2 separate regions of the Oryctolagus cuniculus genome follow, and region 2 is linked to region 1. Evidence: chromatin contacts called from public Hi-C data. All regions are on one chromosome and are shown on one strand. The core of a region is the stretch at or near the end of the contact, and the rest is flanking DNA. Distances in the headings are between cores, read along the strand shown.

The links. Hi-C and Micro-C count contacts between places; a contact is called where the count stands out from the background.
Region 2: a contact with region 1 is called in a Hi-C map of skin fibroblasts, with 3 times the contacts expected there. The contact joins the enhancer-like site here to the promoter of AQP10 in region 1. A contact is called at or near these places in 2 of 6 Hi-C or Micro-C datasets (skin fibroblasts and an unstated tissue).

What each region holds. Positions count from the first base shown.
Region 1 is chr7:44,103,485-44,109,517 of mOryCun1.1, reverse strand. AQP10 (aquaporin 10) reads left to right here and starts at 2,817. Exons shown (of 6, transcript XM_008264381.4): 1 at 2,817-2,963; 2 at 3,294-3,420; 3 at 3,985-4,122; 4 at 4,226-4,344; 5 at 4,570-4,787; 6 at 5,212-6,033. The coding sequence starts at 2,859. The coding sequence ends at 5,389.
Region 2 is chr7:44,200,884-44,206,780 of mOryCun1.1, reverse strand. CFAP141 (cilia and flagella associated protein 141) reads right to left here. Exons shown (of 4, transcript XM_070077683.1): 3 at 1,273-1,426; 4 at 327-716. The coding sequence ends at 615. Among named protein-coding and RNA genes, the nearest start is that of CFAP141, 6.1 kb to the right of the region's middle. Within about 2 kb of position 1,285, at least 1 of the 8 cell types and tissues checked has an H3K27ac peak or open chromatin away from gene starts, as enhancers often do.

The DNA of each region.
Region 1 (6,033 bases), core at 1,568-4,067:
CACGCCTGAACGTGCGGGGTGCAAGCCTCAGGAGCCTCCTCCGTCCAGTCTCACCACTGTGTTTCGGCTCTCAGCCTGCTGCTCCGCAGGGCTGCCATGTTTGCCAGTGGTCGCTTCCGGCTCCTGCAGAGGCAGCACAAACCGGTGAGTCTCACGGCGACGCTTTCCAGTCGGTGACGTTCCTTCGTCGTCTCCCTCCTGCGGTGGCGACCAAACAGAACCCTACAAGGGCTCTCAAGGTCTGGAAGAGTCTCATCACCCTCCGCTGTACCACCGATTATAGATTTTCCTTGCCTGTGGCCAGCACCCGGCCAGGGCCAGGCAGGCAGGAGCGGGACGACCCGCACCTTCTCCCACGAGTGCAGGCGTGCCTCCACGCCGTCCTTAGCCCGAGGTCTCTGCTGTGAACACAGCATGGGAACGCCAGGAGAACCCACCGGGAACGACCCGAATGCCAAGCGGTTCCTCCTGTGGCCCGGCGCAGCCAGCTGGGCGAGTCCTTTCCTTGCGGGCTTCGCTCTCGCTCAAGGAAAGACAGGGAGGTTCAACTGGGACGCTTGGCTGTGAGCCCCCAGGGGAAACAACCACAGCTCTGCTTTCCAGGATCTGGAGGCCCTCCAGATCGAATTCCCTGAGGTGTTCATTGTGTGTGAAGGTTGAATTTCTAGCCCAGAACCATGCCGTTAATTCTCAGCATCACGGGGTGGCCACTGACGGGGCTGGGCGCTTGCTCTGGAGCGCCCCCTAGGGTACTGTCTTAGAGCTGGCCCCTCGGCTGCCTCTTGTTTTGTTTTTTCCTCCAGAAGAATCTTACATGCATTTTTTAAAAAAAAATTTATTTGTTTATTTTTTTGAAAGGCAGAGTTACAGAGAGGCAGAGGCAAAGAGAGCTCTTCCATCCACTGCTGCACTCTCCAGATGGCCACAATGGCCAGGGCTGCACAGATCTGAAGCCAGGAGCTAGGAGCTTCTTCCAGGTCTTCCGGGTGCAGGGGCCTAAGCACTTGGGTCATCTTCTACTGCTTTCCCAGGCCACAGCAGAGAGCTGGATGGGAAGTGGAGCAGCTGGGACTCGAACCAGCACACATATGGGACACCAGCAGTGCAGGCTGGGGCTTTGCCACAGCGCTGGCCGCGGTTCTATCAAGTTGGTGGCCTTTGAGTGGAGCCGTGTAAGACTGGTGGGGCCCTGGCCATGTGCGGTTGCTGCAATGTCCCATCCCTTGCTGGAAAGAATGTAAGGGTGAGGACTGAATACTCCAGAAACCTATGGAGAGTGGTGCTAGCTGGGTGCTCCCAGGGCAGGAAAGGCAAGTCCTCAGTAGCCATGGGCTCCACATCCATGGGTTCAACCCACTGTGGACCCAAACATTCAAGAAAAAAGTTGCAGGGGCCGGCGCTGTAGCATAGCAGGAAAAGCCGCAGCCTGCAGCACTGCCATCCTATATTGCTGCCGGTTCGAGTCCCAGCTGCTCCACTTGTGATCCAGCGCTCTTCTATGGCCTGGGAAAGCAGTAGAAGATGGCCCAAGTCCTTGGGCCCCTGCACCTGCATGGGAGACCTGGAAGAAGCACCTGGCTCCTGACTTCGGATGGGTGCCAACTCTGACTTTCAAATAAATAAATAAATCTTTAAAAAAATGGGGGGCTGGTTTTGTGGCTTAGTGCGTAAAGCTGCTGTCTGCAGTGCCAGCATCCCATATGGATGCTGGTTCGAGTCCTGGCTGCTCCACTTCCAATCCAGCTCCCTGGCAAGGTACCTGGGAAAGCAGCAGAAGGTGGCTTGGGCCCCTGCACCTGTGTGGGAGATCCAGAAGAAACTCCTGGCTCCTGGCTTCACCTGGCCCAGCCCTGGCTGTTGGGGCCATTTGGGGAGGGAACCAGTGGATGGGTGCTTGCTATCTCTCTCTCCCTCCCTCTCTCTCTGTAACTCTTTCAAATAAGGAAATAAATCTTTTTAAAAATGTGTGTGTCGTCGGTTTGCACCTACTAGAACACGAACACAAGCTCTAGGAGGGCAGAGCCTATGTTTTGTTAATCACTGCTGTTCTCCTTTCCTTGCTGAATGACCCTGATTGCATGGAGGCTTGCAACAAGCAGTAGGATGTGGCCATGTGCACCATGGGGTAAAGGTGGTGCGCATCCAGAGAAGGGAAGGTGGGGCTGAGTGCGAGTGTGAAGTCCCCAGCTCAAGCCATGGCAGGAGACACGAAGACAGCATTCTCTCACCAAGACAAGACTGCATGAAGGAAGTGCAAGCATTTAATTGTGTGGGTTCCACTCCCACAGTCTGTGGTCTCCAGGCCAGTCTCTCTGGAAGTTTACTGAGCTCTCCAAGCCTCCAAATGCTTTGGAAAAAGGCTTCCCGTGGCAGACAAGAGGCTCTGTGGAATACCCAATGGACTGTGAGAAAACAGCATTTGAACTCACTCGGCCATTAATTGTGTGATCCTGGTGGGGGAGGGGGAGCGTAAGGCTCAGTATCCTTATCTTGAGACTGGGACTTCGAGAACTAATGTTATCTGAAGCAGGTACTTCCCTCCACCTGTGGCATGGGTGGATGCCAGCCCCTGGCCGGCAAGTGGACGAGGGACAGAAGACGTAGAGCAAACTCCAGGCTCTGGCTGCACACATAGCATGCCCACGTACGCCCGCCCTCCCCTGTAGCCCTTGCACGTGCACAAAAGGCTATGTTCTCCAGCCCACACACGTGTGTGGACATTAGCTGCAGTTCGGGAGCCGAGCTAATTGGTTTTAAAGTCTCTTTCTTATCTTTCCCCTGGTAGGCAGTAGCTGGGCAAGTAGCAGTGTGGCTCTGCAGACAGAGGGAGCAGTCGCTGCGACACGGCTGTCCCCACCATGGCCTTCAGTCAGCTCCAGGCAGAAGTCAGGGACCACCTGCGGATCCACAACCTCCTGGCCCGACAGTGCCTGGCAGAGTTCCTGGGTGTGTTTGTGCTCCTGGTATGCAGGGGCGTGGGGGGAGGTGGACAGAGGTTTCTGGATCCTGCTGGTCTCCTGCCAGCCTCTGTTTTCCATCTTTCACCCACTTCCCTGTCCTCTTCCTCCTCATCTCTCCCCCTTCCTCTCCTACTTCCTCTCCCTCTCTCTCTTTCATTCCAGTCCCTTCTCCTTTCTCACTTTCCTCCCCTTTCTCCTTCCTCTTCCACTTCTTCCATTTCTGTTTCCTTTCCTCTTTTGCTTGTCTCTGTTCCCGCCTCTTGGCTGTTCCCTGAGCCGTCCCCGTCTCCCTCTCCTGGGTCCCGTGTTCCTCCTCTCTCCTTTCCCCCACAGCTCATCACCCAGGGCAGCGTGGCCCAGGCTGTGACCAGTGAAGAAAGCAAAGGCAACTTCTTCACCATGTTCCTGGGGGGCGCTCTGGCCGTGACCGTCGCCATCTACGTGGGCGGCAACGTCTCAGGTGAGGAGGGTGGTGCGTGGTCATCGGGGAGGGCAGCGAGTGTACGTGAGCGTGGGAGTCTGGTGGCGGTGGTCACAAGGCACATCCCTTGGTGACTCACGGACATTATCTCCCTAAGCTTTGCCAGTGCCCTCCCTGGACTGAGATACGCCTTTGCCCTCACCCAGCCCCTCCCCTTTCTGTATCTCTCCAATCCCCTTCCTCACACTGATCCCAGGCTCGCTTGGGAGGAATCTAAGGCAGGGCATTGAAGTTAAGTGCTATCCTTGTGTGCCCCTGCAGCCCTCTGGGGCTCCTGTCTGCCCAGGACCTCACCTGCTCCTTCCCCATCACTCGGGGCATCAGCCTGTCTGGCTGGAGCCTGAGACCCGGCGTACTGCAGCGGGAAGGAGCAGACAGGCCCAGGCGCACTGTGCGACCCCGCTGAGTCACCTACACTCCTGCGCCTCAACCTCCGAAGCTCTACGATGGAAATAACATTGTGTGCCTTGAGTGTTGTGGGAAGCAGCAGCGGCATGGCAGCGCCACTTAATGGACGCTGGTTTTCTTTCTTGTTCCTTCAAGGGGCCCACCTGAATCCGGCCTTCTCCCTGTCCATGTGCCTCCTGGGACGCTTCCCCTGGGCCAAGCTCCCCATTTATATCTTTGTGCAGCTGCTGTCTGCTTTCTGTGCCTCGGGAGTTACCTACTCCGTCTACTACGGTAACAGAGGGGGCAGGGGCGGGGCACCTGTGTGTGGGCGGGGGTGCCTCGGGAGGGTTTGGGTGAGCAAAGGTGGAAGCCTGGCTGTTCGTCTTCCCTGAAGATGCCCTGCAGAACTATACAGGTGGGAACCTCACAGTGACTGGTCCCAGGGAGACGGCCTCCATCTTCACCACCTATCCTGCCTCTTATCTGTCCCTGAGCAACGGCTTCTGGGACCAGGTGGGTGTGAGGCAGAGACCTTTGGGATCCCAGGCTACTACCGTCTAGGGGAGACCTTTGTCCTGTCCCTTGGGACCCCAGCCTACTGTCCAGGCTCTGGGTGGGATGTGGGGTGACAGTTGTCTTGGCACCTGCCCCGCTCCCCCTCCTCCCACCCCCAGTCCCAGCTGCCTAGGTTGGATGAAGCCGGATGACATAGATCCCTTTACTTCCATCAACTCCAAGGTTCTGGGCACCAGCGTTCTGATTGTGGGGCTCTTGGCCATCCTGGACAGACGGAACAAGGGCGTGCCTGCCGGTCTCGAGCCAGTGGTAGTGGGGCTTCTGATCCTGAGCATTGGCTTATCCTTGGGTGCCAACTGTGGGTACCCACTCAACCCTGCACGGGACCTGGGCCCACGGCTCTTCACCTATGTGGCTGGCTGGGGCCCTGAAGTATTCAGGTGAGAGAAGCAGCTCCTGGTGCTGTGCTCCACTGCCCTCCCTCTGCTAATGGCTCTGGCCCTGGTGCCCAGCTCTCTCCTCTTAGCACAGTATCCCTTCTGCAAGCCCACACCCCTCTTTAGAGACCCCTTTCTGCCCTTTGCAACAGAATGCTAAGATCCAGAGGTTGTGTTCTTGGGCCCGTCATATTATCTTTCGGGGCACTAGTGACGTCATCAGCAAATTGCGTATAGTCAAGAACTCCCTATGGCGAGAGGCTGGACCAAGCCCTCCTGGGGTTCCCTCCCTAAGTGCTATGCTTTAGTGTTAAGAGATTCTCTTCCCGGTGTCCCTCCCCCAGAACTACCACTGCTAGTTGCTGTCCTTGGGGAGAGGGGCTAAGGGAGCCACCCCTTATATCTCCCTTTTGTCTTTTGCTGGCAGTGCTGGCAACGGCTGGTGGTGGGTGCCCGTGGTGGCCCCTATGGTGGGGGCCGTCCTCGGCACGGCTGTGTACCACTTGCTGGTGTCTCTGCACCACCCGGAGGACTCAGAGCCAGCCCAGGAGGCGAAGCCTGCCCTACAGACTCACTCGGTCCAGACGCTGGAGTGTAAGCTGTGACCATGACAGCCCTCGCCTACCTGGAAGGCCACTGGGGACAGCCACCCAACTTGCCTGCCAGCCACACGGCCACTCTTCTTTATGCCAGATTCTCTGTGTACCCATCCGGGCAGCCCTTCCTCCTCAACCGGGAAAGATGCCAGACACGGGCGGACTGCAGGCAGACGAGGGTCAGGAACTCACGCCCCTCACCCCTGGCCCCACGAAGGGTATTCTGACCCTCAGGGCCTCTAGGAACGCAGGAGCGCCCAGCAGCCGCCAGGGGGCGCGCGCCCGGGGTGCCAGCCTGGGGGACCCCACGGGGCGCCAGGGCCCGATCACCTAGCGCGGGCCCGAACCCTGGGCACTTCCCTCCAAAGCCTGGGCCCGACTGCACCTCCCAGCTCTCGGAACCTCGGCGCCGCCCGCCGTCACCCTCACGGGGGCGCCTCCCTTACGCTGGGCCGCCCGCAAAGGTAGCCGAGGGTGAGGCACTGCCTCCACCCAAGGGGCGTGGTGCGGGCCGAGCACAGCCCTCGAGCCCTCGAGCCCTCGGAGACGGGCAGAGAAACTGAGGCACAACTCGACAGCTGGACAATCGGGGCCGTGTCGTTCAGGGAGGGGGTGCAGTCCAGTGAGGCGATCCAGGGCGAGGAGAGAAGGCG
Region 2 (5,897 bases), core at 36-2,535, 99 kb before region 1:
AAAGCTATTTGTACAAGTATATAGAAAAGATAAAAAATAAAAATAAAAAACAAGTATATAGAAAAGATCGAGAAAATTAAGACTTGAGAAGTAGTGAACAAAGTGCAGAAAGTTAAGATTGAAGTATCTAAGAAGTGAGCACTTGGGTGGGAGGGATGGTAGTGTGGGAAGAACCACTATGTTCCTAAATTTGTGTATATGAAATGCATGAAGTGTGTATATGTTAAAATTCAAAAATAAATAAAAATTTTTTAAAAATTTAAAAAGTGAACTATTTTGAAACAAATCAAGATTTAGGGGTGAAAGAACGAGCCAGAGGGTCTGACTGCACTTTTAGGAACTAGTTTTATTTGCGAAACCAAATCGTCCATTCTACCTCTACATCAACACTGTATATCCCACTCTGACCACAAGGTGTCGCTGCTGTCTTTAACTCTTGTTTATAGATTATTTCCCAAATAGCAATTGAGTCAAGAGGTGGGAGTGAGAGCATTGTCTTAAAGTGCTGGGCAGATAGCTAGATCCAGGAACATTTGGGGAAGGAAATTTTAAGGCAGTAGAGGTTCAAGGTGGCTAGGTTAGCAGGTGTGACGAGGATGGGGTTTCGGATGCAGTCAGAGTCTCTCCACATAAAAAGCTTTGCCCATCTGATTTAGTTCCTGCTGGTACTGCTGGTACTCCTTTTCAAACAGCTGGTGCAGGGCAGCTTGACGGACCTGGCAGGGAGGGCAGAAGAGAGTGCAGTGTTTGCTCTCTGTTCACCACCATTTCTCTTTCTCTCCCTGATTGCTTTCCCATCACTGTGTTCCCTTGGACCTGAGCTGAGCTGTGACATAAAGTTAGCTGGCAGCAGAGGGGCTGAACCAGTGGAAGGGAAGCCCCACGTTCACCAGAAAAAATCTCCTGAGAGCATCCCATGAGCCTGGAACTTTCTGCTGGACACCTGCTAAATACAGTGACATGACAGCTACCGGGGACTCCAGGGAGAGAGAGGGATACTCAGGCAGATGCAGCACACGAAGAGGCAGTTTTGAGTCTCACCAGGTCGAGGAGCAAAGACTAGAATGTCTTTTGGGACTTGAAAATGTGCCCCCTTTACGTTGGATGCCAAGAATCTACGGGAAAGAGCTCAGCATTGGAGTTAGAGCTGTAATGGTGAAATAGCCGAGGCTTGGGAGACGGCTGAGGAATGACAAGAGGCCACGAGCTCGGACACCCCGGCAGGGCAGCGCAGGCGGAGGCGGAGGCGGAGGCTGCCCGGCGAGAACGCACCATCAACAGCTGCTTGCTTGCCAGCGCCAGCTCCCGCGCCACTTCCTCCCGCAGCCTCAGGGCGGCGTAGGGGTTTCTCCTCTGGTTCAACGTCATCTGCCACAGGCAGCGAGTTCGGGAATTCCGCCACCTGCGCCAGGTACAGATGTGGGAACTGAATGGGTTAGAGCCAGGAGAGGAGACAAAGATATCTACCAGGGAAGCCACCTCTTTGCCAAGAACCTCTGTGCCACCTTAGAAGATTCCAAAAATCCTTAAATGAGTAACTACAATGGATTTAGAATCTTCTATGGAGGATACTATGTTATTTAATGATTACAGTAGCTATGTGGTATAATTATTAATTTTCTCATAAAGCAGATGAGGAAACTAAAATTGTGGTTTGTCCAAAGTCACGTAGTGGCAGATTTTGGTCTCAAATCCTAGCTTTCTTGGGGCTAATATGAGTATTTCTCCCACCACACCAATGATTCTCATCACTGGTCACACACTGGAATCTTCATTAAGGTTTTCTTTAAAATATAAAAAAATAAAAAATTTTAATACATAAAAGGAATATACATGGAGTCTTCAAAAAAGTTAATGGAAAACGAACATTACCTTTAAAAATATATATTTATTTGAAAGCCAGAATGACAGAGAGAGATAGAGACCTTCCATCTGTTGGTTCACTCTCCAAACACCTGCACTAAGCAGGGCTGGACCAGGACAAAGCCAGGAGCAAAGAACTCCATCCCTGACTCCCTCATGCGTGGCAGGGGCCCAAGCACTCAGTGCATCTTCCACTACCTTCCTAGGTGCAGTAACTGGGAACCAGATTGGAAGCAGAGGAGCAGGGACTCAAACTGGTGCTCGAATATGGCATGCCAGGATTGCTAGGGGCAGCTTAACCTGCTGGGCCATGCCAGGGACCCTCTCCACATTATCATTTATTCATTTATTTGAAAGTCAGTGTTACAGAGAGAGGAGAGAGAGGGAGAGAGAGAGCGAGAGAGAGACAGACAAACAGAGAAATCTTCCATCTGCTGGTTCACTCTCCAAATGACCTCAATGACTCGGGCTGGGCCAGGATGAAGCCAGGAGCCAGGTGCTTCTTCTGGGTCTCCCACATAAGTGTACGTGCCCAAGGACTCGGACCATCTTCCACTACTTTTCCAGGTCATAGCAGAGAGCTGGATCGGAAGTGGAGCAGCTGGGTCTTGAACCAGCACCCATATGGGATGCCAGCACTGCAGGTGGCGACTTTACCCGCCATGCCACAGCGCCAGTCCCCACACATTACCTTTAATTCCATTCTTCCATAGACTTTTTTGGAGTATCTTCCTATACATCAGATACTTATAGTATGTATATTTTTTTTAAGATTTATTTATTTATTTGAAAGTCAGAATTAAACACAGAGAAGAGAGGCAGAGAAACAGAGAGAGGGAGAGGTCTTCCATCTGCTGGTTCACTCTCCAATTGGCCACAATTGCCAGAGCTGTACCAATCTGAAGCCAGGAGCCAGGAGCTTCTTCCAGGTCTCCCACACAGGTGCAGGGGCCCAAGACCTTGGGCCATCTTCAATTGCTTTCCCAGGCCATAGCAGAGAGCTGGATTGGAAGTGGAGCAGCTGGGTCTTGAACCAGCACCCATATGGGATGCCAGCACTGCAGGTGGCGACTTTACCCGCCATGCCACAGCGCCAGTCCCCACACATTACCTTTAATTCCATTCTTCCATAGACTTTTTTGGAGTATCTTCCTATACATCAGATACTTATAGTATGTATATTTTTTTTAAGATTTATTTATTTATTTGAAAGTCAGAATTAAACACAGAGAAGAGAGGCAGAGAAACAGAGAGAGGGAGAGGTCTTCCATCTGCTGGTTCACTCTCCAATTGGCCACAATTGCCAGAGCTGTACCAATCTGAAGCCAGGAGCCAGGAGCTTCTTCCAGGTCTCCCACACAGGTGCAGGGGCCCAAGACCTTGGGCCATCTTCAATTGCTTTCCCAGGCCATAGCAGAGAGCTGGATTGGAAGTGGAGCAGCTGGGTCTCAAACTGGCACCCATATGGGACGCCGGCACTGCAAGTGGCGGCTTTACCTGCTATGCCAGAGTGATGGCCCCATAAGTATGTATTTGTATATATACACTGTTGACATTTTTAAACAAATTGGGGGGCCAGCACTGTAGTGTAGGGGGTAAAGCTGCTGCCTGCAGCACCGGCATCCCATATGGGTGCCAGTTTGAGTCTTGGCTGCTCCATTTCCGATCCAGCTCTTTGCTACAGCCTGGAAAAGCAGAAGATGGCCCAATACCTTAGGCCCCTGCACCTGTGTGGGAGACCCAAAGGAAGCTCCTGGCTCCTGGCTTCAGATTGGCCCAGCTCTGGCTATTGCAGCCATTTGGGGAGTGAAAAAGTGGATGGAAGACCTCTTTCTCTTTTTCCCTCTGCCTCTCTGTAACTCCACCTTTCAAATAAATAAATCTTTTAGAAATGGAAGTATTTATTTCACATGACTAAAAAATTAAATTCACATAGAAATACATTAAATGTACATCTTAAGGAGGTAGACATTTGATTTAGTGGTTTTTTTTTTTTTTTTTTTTTTTTTTTTTTTTTTTTGACAGGCAGAGTGGACAGTGAGAGAGAGAGACAGAGAGAGAAAGGTCTTCCTTTGCCGTTGGATCACCCTCCAATGGCTGCCGCTGCAGCCGGCGCACCGCGCTGATCCGATGGCAGGAGCCAGGAGCCAGGTGCTTTTCCTGGTCTCCCATGGGGTGCAGGGCCCAAGCACCTGGGCCATCCTCCACTGCACTCCCTGGCCATAGCAGAGAGCTGGCCTGGAAGAGGGGCAACCGGGACAGAATCCGGCTCCCCAACCGGGACTAGAACCCGGTGTGCCGGCGCCGCATGGTGGAGGATTAGCCTATTGAGCCACAGCGCCGGCTTGATTTAGTGTTAAGCTGCCACTTGAAATGCCTACATCTCATACCAGAGCGCCTGTTGTTTAAGTACGTCCCTGCCTGCTCAGTTCTCCATTCCAGCTTCCTGCTAATGTGCATCCTGGGAGGAAACAAGTAATTTTATTTATTTGAAAGACAGAGCATGAGCATGGGGCCAGCACTGTGGCGGCAGTGGGTTAACACCCTGGCCTGAAGCGCTGGCATCCCATATGGGCGCTGGTTCTAGTCCTGGCTGCTCCATTTCCGATCCAGCTCTCTGCTATGGCCTGGGAAAGCAGTAGAAGATGGCCCAAGTCCTTGGGCCCCTGCACCCACGTGGGAGACACAGAAGAAGCTCCTGGCTCCTGGCTTCAGATCAGCACAGCTTCGGCCATTGCGGCCATCTGGGGAGTGAACCATTGGATAGAGGACCTCTCTCTCTCTCTCTCTCTCTCTCTCTCTCTCGCACTCTCTCTCTCCCTCTCCTCTCTCTGTGTAACTCTGACTTTCAAATAAATACATCTTAAAAAAAAAAAAAAAGAGCAAGTGAGACAGAGTGAGAGCACGCATGAGACAGAAAGAGACAGAGACAGAGAGATTGCTTTTCCACCTGCTGGTTCACTCTTCAGATGCCCACACCAGTGAGGCAGGCCGAATCCAGGACCTAGGAGCTTCCTCAGGGTCTCCCACGAGGGTGGCAAGGACCCAAGTACTTGAGTCATCATCTGAGCAGGAAGCTGGGTGGGAAGTAGAGATGGGACTCGAACTCGGACACTGGTGATATGGGAAGAGGTGCTCAAAGTGGTGTTGTGGGCATTTGAAGAATGAATCAGCAGGCCGGCGCCGTGGTTCAATAGGCTAATCCTCCACCTAGTGGCGCCGGCACACCGGGTTCTAGTCCCGGTTGGGGAGCCGGATTCTGTCCCGGTTGCCCCTCTTCCAGGCCAGCTCTCTGCTGTGGCATGGGAAGGCAGTGGAGGATGGCCCAAGTGCTTGGGTCCTGCACCCCATGGGAGACCAGGAGGAGCACCTGGCTCCTGCCTTCAGATCAGCGCGGTGCGCCGGCCGCAGTGTGCCAGCCGTGGCGGCCATTGGAGGGTGAACCAATGGCAAAGGAAGACCTTTCTGTTTCTCTCTCTCACTATCCACTCTGCCTGTCCAAAAAAAAAAAAAAAAAAAAAAAAAAAAAAAAAAAAAAAAAAAAAAAAAAAAGAAGAAGAAGAAGAATGAACCAGCAGATGGAAAAGCAATCGCTCTGTGTCTCTTTCTGTCTCATGCGTGCTCTCACTCTCAGTCTCGCTTGTTCTTTCAAATAAATAAAATTACCTGTTTCCTCTCAGGATGTACATTAGTAGACCCCAGACTGTGAAATCTTGAAAATAGTCTTCTCCTATCCCATCCCAGACTATTTTTTTTAAAAAGTGTGTAGTCGTTCCTTATTTTGGTTTTAATTTGATATTCTGTAAAGACTAATAATATTGAGCATGTTGTGCTTACTTGCCTTTTTTTTTTTTTAAAGATTTATTTATTTATTTGAAAGTCAGAGTTACACAGAGAGAGGAGAGGCAGAGAGAGAGGTCTTCCATCCTATGTTTCACTCCCCAATTGGCTGCAAAGGCCGGAGCTGCACCGATCTGAAGCCGGGAGCCAGGAGCTTCTTCCAGGTCTCCCACGTAGGTTCAGGGGCCCGAGGA